Regions from separate parts of the Sus scrofa genome. Here region 2 is linked to region 1. Evidence: chromatin contacts called from public HiChIP or PLAC-seq data. All regions are on one chromosome and are shown on one strand. Each heading gives the region's core, a stretch centred on a gene start, on an enhancer-like site or on the middle of the called end of the contact. The rest is flanking DNA. Distances are from core to core; before and after follow the strand shown. Region 1 holds the start of C2H5orf24 (UPF0461 protein C5orf24 homolog). Region 2 holds the start of CAMLG (calcium modulating ligand).

The links. HiChIP or PLAC-seq counts read pairs in DNA pulled down with a chosen protein or histone mark.
Region 2: a contact with region 1 is called in an H3K27ac HiChIP or PLAC-seq map of alveolar macrophages. The contact joins the promoter of CAMLG here to the promoter of C2H5orf24 in region 1. A contact is called at or near these places in 1 of 5 promoter capture datasets (liver), 3 of 47 Hi-C or Micro-C datasets (heart right ventricle, liver and skeletal muscle) and 2 of 2 datasets of contacts at active chromatin or transcription factors (alveolar macrophages and skeletal muscle).

What each region holds. Positions count from the first base shown.
Region 1 is chr2:137,036,129-137,040,012 of Sscrofa11.1, forward strand. C2H5orf24 (UPF0461 protein C5orf24 homolog) reads left to right here and starts at 1,843. Exons shown (of 2, transcript XM_005655017.3): 1 at 1,843-2,166.
Region 2 is chr2:136,956,299-136,960,099 of Sscrofa11.1, forward strand. CAMLG (calcium modulating ligand) reads left to right here and starts at 1,328. Exons shown (of 4, transcript NM_001244893.1): 1 at 1,328-1,606; 2 at 3,277-3,737. The coding sequence starts at 1,423. It overlaps LOC102164588 (a long non-coding RNA gene), which reads right to left and starts at 1,234. Exons shown (of 3, transcript XR_298148.3): 1 at 1,031-1,234.

The sequences.
Region 1 (3,884 bases), core at 593-3,092:
AAGTTTAAGGTTGTGGATTTGGACTAGTCATGATGTGGTATGGCAGCACAGCAGTGCATTCTCTCATTTCACTGCAATGATGGGATTACTGCTCTGGTGCCATGGGATCCATGGCATCCCTGCAGCACCAGAATGCGGGCTGGATCCCTGGCCTGGCACAGTAGGTTAGAAGATCTAGCGTATGCCACAGGGTGGCAGGGGGAAAAAAAAAAAAAGAGGAAAAATTAAACTTGTTTAGAGAAAATTTGTTTTTAAAAAGTTTTTGGAAGGCTACTTACTATGACCTCAAATCTGTGTACATTTTAGCTGTTTTCTATATTGGTATTTTCCTTTAAAAAATTATACTTTTTTTTCTTTTTTGTTTTTTTTGGGCTACATCCAAGGCATATGGAGGTTCCCAGGCTAGGGACCAATTGGAGCTGTAACTGCTGGCCTACACCACAGCCACAGTAATGCAGGATCTGAGCATGTCTGCAACCTACAGCACAGCTCACGGCAATGCCAGATCCTTAACCCACTGAGTGAGGCCAGGGATTGAACCCAAGTCCTCATGGATACTAGTTGGGTTCGTTAACCACTGAGCCATAACAGGAACTCCTATATATATATTTTTTTTCTTTTTATGGCCACACCTGCGGCATATGAAAGTTCCTTGGGCTAGTGGTTGAATCTGAGCTTCAGCTGCCAGCCTACACCACAGCCACACCGGTTCTGAACCACATCTGTGACATTCACTGCAGCAAGGCCATGGGTTGAACCCTCATCCTCACAGACACGATGTCAGGTTCTTAACCCTCTCAGCCACAATGGGAACTCCCTGGTATTCTTTTATATATGGATAATACTAGTACAATCAGTCCTGTGTTCTAGTATCATATAGGAGTAATTAGAATCATGCTATGAAACCCTGCCAGAATGAGCTTTCCTTTCTATGTACTGTGTTTGGTCTGCGTCCTGGCTTGTGTATTCACCCAGAAAAGTTGCTGATTTATTTCCTACTGGCAGCAGCACTGGGCCAAGTGCTGTCCTGTGGTAGAATTCAGTGCTAAGAATGACTTCCTCATACAGTCTTGATCCTCTTCATGCTGTCAAAGAAGTATCTTCCTCTCAGCAGTCTTCCTAATTCTGGATCCTCACCTTTCTGACATCTTCGAATTCACCGCAGGAAGAACTGGGGAAACTAATCCCTTCTAATGAGTGGCTTTTTTGGGGTGACCGATATGCCAGAAACCTCTCAGTAGCTACATATAGGGGGATTTTGTAGGCATACTGCTTGTCCCATCCCTTTCTGCAATGGTGGGAGGACTATGGTAATTCAGAGGTGGTCATGGTCATAAAAATTGTTTGAATTGAAAAAATTAGCCTCACAAAATGAGGTTTTTCATTATCACATGATCCTAGGACTGAGGGTCCAAACACCTCATATTTGAATATCGCCCATTTTATTTACAAGTGGAGGTTTCACACACACCCCCCATAAGTAAGTAAAGTGCAGCAGCTGAGTCCTTTTAATATACTTTGGGCAGCACTCAGCACAGTAAGGCATTATTAAATCTTTTTGCCAACAGCAATTAAAAGCAGTTTCTACAGCAGAAATGCTGGGTTCAAATCCTGACTCCATCATTTATTAGTCCTGTAATCTGAAAAACGGGGTCAGCAGTAGTTACAGCGTCACAAAACTGGAGTCAAAATTCACATCAGTAAATCATACCCTCTGTGGCCCCCAACCTGCCCCAGAACCCGAGCAGCTCGGGCCTAAGCCCCGCCTCCCGCCCGTCCCCACGCAGCGCAAGCGCAGCCAGGCTCCCTGTCCCACTCTCCCAAGCTTGCGCGCTGGCCGTCGGGCGGGAGATTGGGTCTCGCGATGCGCGTGTGCGTGTGCGTGCGCGGTCCTCGCGAGCTCGCGCACGCCGCTCCTCGCCGTACGGGGCTGTAGCGGCCTCTTCCTCCTCGGTCCCGAGAAGGACCGTGAGCAGTGGTTGAGGTCTGAGCCGGGGATCAGGGTCGGCGTCGCCGCCGCTGCCGCCCTCGCTGCCTGTCCTTCTCTCTTGGGCTCTCCGTGCAGTGCAGAGGCGCCGGGCTGGGAGGGGAGCGGTGCCAGCGTGAGGATCCCAGCCGATGGGCAGCCCCTGGACGCGCTGAGGGGCCGGGCTACTAGCGGCTGAGGTAGGTGGGCTCGCGGGGTTTTGTCAGACTGGCCGGAAGCAGAGTACGGGCCGCGGGAGCTCGTGGAGACCGCACGGAAGGGACGGAAACGGGGGGCCTTGCGGGCTGGAGAGAGAGAGATCGCCGACCTGCGCCCGAGGAGGGGCTCTGGCCTAGCCGGGAGCGAGAGGAGGGGCCCCGGCCGTGCCTGCTCTTCCCCGGGCTTGGAGCCATTATTGGGGGGAAATGCCTCCTGTGGCTGGGGGAGGGGTCACGGCTTCTTTTCTTCTCTTTGAGAGAGAGAAATCGGCAGTCACCCTCCACCACTTTAAATTAATGCCTGTGGGCTTCGAGATGGAGTCTAGATGGAGCGGTGGACTTGTACAGCTTGCACAACTCCGAGTGCATGGACAGTAGGCTATCAGTTTTGATTATCGGAGGGCGCACAGCTCCTTCTGTAGGGTGGGTGTGTATCTCCTGCAAAGTTGTCATTGTTAATACATCAGCAAACGCTGTCGGCTAACGACAGGTAATACATTTCTAGACGCCTCAAGTCAAGTAAGGATTCCAGCGCCGGGGAAACGGCGCCGTGGGGCACAATTAAGGAGTTGAAAGAAGACAAAGAAAGCCGTTATTTATGTTCTGACCTAGTATCAAAACTTTCCGGGGTGGGCCAGGAGGCGTAACGACTGGCTTTTGTTTTAGCTTTTGCTGAACAGACTTTCTGATTGAGGTCGATCACAAATGGACTTTCACTTAGAATTATAAAATCGTGTTGTGATTCTCTTTAGTCGTTACAAGCCAGAATGACCTGAGATAAACGTCTGACAATTATGTGTTGTTTGCTCTTTGGAAGAGAGCAGATCTTGGGCTTCAGGAAAGGAAGAATCTCTCGATGCCTAAAAATGAATGCTTTGTGAAGTTACTAAAAATAGTTAAAGCGTTCTCTATGTTGGCAGTAATGCCTCCACATTCACGAGATGGGAAAGGAATTATTTCATAGAGAAGAGCTGACTAAAAGGAAGTAAACACAGTTAAACAGCTTCAGGGATGGCAAATTTTAGCATATGCTTTAAGAATTCTAATTTAATCATAGTTAAAATATACAGAAACTCTTAGTTGACTCCCTTATATTCAGTGAACTCTTTTAAAAGATAATTTACTGTTGCTCTCTTCCATCCTGTGAACTATTTTAAAAGATAATTAGCATCTACATAATCTGTTCTATACTCTTGGATTTCATTCAGTCCACACTTTCTAGAAATACAGCATTCTTTCTGACTCTGTTAAGAAATGTGGCCTATATAACACAGGAAACTGTATTTTGTCTTGTGATAACCTATAACGGAAAAGCATCTGAAAAAGAATATATAAATGTGTGTGTGTGTGTATGTATATATATATATACACACATTTTTCTGTACACATGGAGCTAACACTTTGCTGTACACCTGAAGGTAACACAACACTGAATTAACAATACTTCAGTTTTTTTTAAAAATGGTTTACATTTTACAAAAAAAGAAAGAAATGTGGCCTGCATGCTTTCAGTGAACTCAGTAGTATAGTAGAGGAAAAGTTTTCCAAGAAAGAACACTTAGCTGGCCAGCCCTGAGGGTGGGACAAGGGAAGCATGATTAAGTTGTAGGATTGACTGTATATGCACATACTGCATACCAACAAATTCGCACCCACCGCCCGTGTGCGTATATAATGGTTATGTACGCAAGGATCTAATG
Region 2 (3,801 bases), core at 78-2,577, 80 kb before region 1:
ACCCCCTAGCCTCTGATGTAAACTGGCTACGTCGTCCATGAAGCAAGGGCTGTTGAGGGATTCAACTCCTTTATCAATTTACTCACTCAAATAGTTATTACTTAGCGCCAGGGCTGAACGACGACTTCTGTGGGCCCTCGGTACTCTGTTTTCGTGGGCTCTCTCCTCCATAAACACATTCCTAAAATTATATTTTATGACTCTGTTGGTATGGGAACGACTATAATCCAAGCTGGATTCGTCACTATATAAAAATTATGACACATTTCTTCTGATTTTAAAAGAAAATCAAATGAAAAATTTTCTTAGGTTCCTATTGCTGGCCCTTAACATGGCCTAACGGTTAAGTCTGTCTTGCTGAGCACTCACTGTTCCAGCCGTCAACCCAACAGTGCATGTCTTCATGGAGTTATGTTTTACTTAATGAGAAAACAGACAATACACAAAAAAAGTACATTTAGCTTGTGAGTCGGTTGTAAGTATTAAGGAGAAAAAGCAGATAAGGAGAATAAGGAGTGTTGAGAGGGGGTGGTAATTTATTTTATTTTTGTCTTTTTTTTTTTTTTTTTGCTTTCTTTTAGGGCCACGCTCACTGAATGTGGACGTCCCCAGCTAGGGGTTGAATCAGAGCTGTAGCCCCACAGCCACAGCAAGGCCGGATCGGAGCTGCATCTGCGACCTAAACCACAGCTCAAGGCAACGCGGGATCCTTAACCCACTGAGCGAGGCCAGGGATCCAACCTGCGTCCTCATGGATGCTAGTCAGATTCGTTACCCCTGAGCCATAATGGAAACTCCTAAGGGGTGGTAATTTAAAGAGAATGGACAGAGGAGACTTCAATGGGAGAATCTTGAACAAAGACAGGCGAAACAAACTAGCCATGTACTTGGGGGAAGCGCAGTGACAGATGAGGAATCAGCACCAAGAACAAACCCCAAACGCCCAGAGCTCCCTGAAGCGTCACTCTCGCAGTTAACCTCTTCCCCAGGCCTATACGCAAGGCCGCAGGAGGTCACCGGAAACCAGTACCTGCCGCTGCAACCTCCATTTTGCTTCCTGGCACCGCCGAGGAGCGGTCGTCTATTTCTCGTTCCTATCCGGTGCCCTTGCGTCAGGCTAGGTGCCGCTTTTCTTCACCTCCGACTGAACTGCAGGAAGACCGAGTCGCGGGGAAGAGAAACAGCGAGAGCCAGCCCTGCCCAAGGAATTGGGACGGCCACCGATGCCCTCATTCAAGATGGCGGCGCAAGCCTCGCGTTTGGTCCCGTCAGGCGGCGCGCATGGTGAGGCCGCGTCTGCGGCCTCGCGCTCGGGGGGGCGGGTCCACAGAGACTGGGGCACGCGCGCCCGGCGGCCCGGCCTGAAGTCATCCGCGCTGCCGCAGCCGCCGCCGCCCCCGTCGTCGTCACCACTCCCGGGTTATGGAGGGGAAGATGGAGCCGGTCACCGTCGCTACCGACAGCGGGGACCGGCCGGGGGCCCTGGCGGGCTCAGGCCTGTCCGCTTCCCAGCGTCGGGCCGAGCTGCGGCGGAGAAAGCTGCTCATGAACTCAGAACAGCGCATCAATCGGATCATGGGTTTTCACAGGCCGGGGAGCAGCGCGGGTGAGAGCCTCCGTTTCCCTAGTTACCCCCCCCCCCCCGCACGCCGGTCCCTAGGAGTCTTGTGGATCGTTTCCCTCCACCCTGCCGACCTTTTTGACCAAGCCTTGCTCTCTGACCTCCCCTCTGGTCCCGCTCCTTAGCTGGGGGTCCCAAGTTCTCACTTCCTAACCCAGGGACGTTTCTAGTCTCTCTCTTCAGTTTTCCAGTGGGGGGGCTTCGCCCTGAGGTGGTCCCCACCTCTGCCGCCGGCGGCGAAGCTCGCTCCTGAGACCCTCTGGCCAGTTACCCAGAGGGGGCCCCTTCCCCCCCTTGCCTTGCTTGAAGGACGCACATCTTATCCCCAGACTGCTCTGGCTCTTGTGCCTTCCTTTCTTTCCGTTTCTGAAGCTTTTTCCCTTCCATTGCCTTCCCTACCGTCTCCCTTCTTTTGCCCTTTGCTGTAACTGTCGGCCCGCATGCACTTGTCTTTACTGAAGTGCCCCCTGGTCCTTCCTACGCGGATCGGGGGCTCATGGTCAGAGCTTCGTGTCTGGGTTTGGTGCCCTCAACCCTTCTCGACAGGCCTTCCAAAACAGGTGAAAAACATTGCAAGGACCGTTCTTTAGAGACCCAGCAAGTGGGACGTGTCCATCTGAGTGAGGTCTTATCTCCTAGTGTGCTGAGATTGAGGTTAAGTGATGTCAGGAACTGAATTTGACGCTGAAGAGAGTTCCTCGTTTCTCTCCAGGTGACGTTTACAAAGAGTCTCTTAAAATTTTTTTTCTGTGAATATTCACTGAGCACTTGATATTATGTCAGATTCTCTATGTTTCCACTGAGCATTGCAGTTAGTATTTGGCCTTTGGTCACTGGTTGCAAGTTCTGTAGATCTTTGTGTTAACTTCTTTGTGGGCCTTTAGCTATGTAGCTCTGAACTTCTAGACAGTTCACAGGTTTGCGACTTAAAAGTACCAAGAGAGGTAAGAGTATTGTTTCAAATTCTAGAACAATGGTGAGAAGACGTATTTTCCCCTTTAAGGATTAATAGCAGAATATGTGTTCTTTCCTGAAGCATTTATTTTCTTTCTCAAGGTACATTGTATATGTTGTTCTATTATGTTAAAATTTGTATTTTATTTGTCATTAAAGGTTTTTTTTGTTTTCTTTGAAAGCAGAATAGCATCCTCAATCTGCTTAAGTACCTATCACTGGCTCCCTGACTCCAGTAGGAGGATTATGTAAACAGCAGCTGTAGAATATGCCACACCCTGTGCTGACAGGACTCTGGATTCAGAAATGTAATATTCAAATACAGAGTTTAAAAAGCTCTGATAATTTTATATTTTTAACCAAATAAGTTAGAGCAGGCAATGCAGTCATACTTTTCAGATGTGTTACCCAAGAAAATTTGCAGTGGTTTTTATAGCTTGCTCCATCCCTAAGTATCTTTCCTCAGTTTATTTAAGAGCCTTTTCTTCTACCCTCAAAGTTTGGGTTATATTCTCTGAAGGAATATTCTTTTTGATATTTTGAGTGTGTAGAGGAAGCAACTAGTTTGTTTTAAGAAGAGTCAGTATGAATTTGGATTCAGAGGCTGCTGAGTTCTAGCTCTAGTGGCATACTTTTCAATATTAATAAGAAAGGTGTTTATTAGTATGTAATACATAAGACTTCTAAATTTCTTTTCTCAGAAGAAGAAAGTCAAACAAAATTAAAGCAGCAGGACAGTGATAAACTGAACGCTCTCACCATTCCTTCGGTTTCAAAGCGAGTAGTGCTGGGTGATTCGGTCAGTACAGGAACAGCTGACCCACAGAGTGGTGTCACCGAGGTAAAGGGGACTCAGCTGGGAGACACATTGGACTCTTTCATGAAACCTCCTGAGTGCAGTAATGATGTAAGCCTTGAGCTCCGACATCGGAACAGAGGGGACCTGACAGCAGACACTGCCCAGAGGGGTTCCCGGCATGGCCTGGAACAGTACCTCTCCAGATTTGAAGAAGCAATGAAGCTAAGAAAACAGCTGATTAGTGAAAAGCCCAATCAAGAAGATGGAAATACAACAGAAGAATTTGACTCTTTTCGAATATTTAGATTGGTGGGATGTGCTCTTCTTGCCTTTGGAGTCAGAGCTTTTGTTTGCAAATATTTGGTAAGAAACAGTGGAAAGTGTAAATTGGTTATAATAATGAGTGCTTTTAATGAATTTGTAGGAT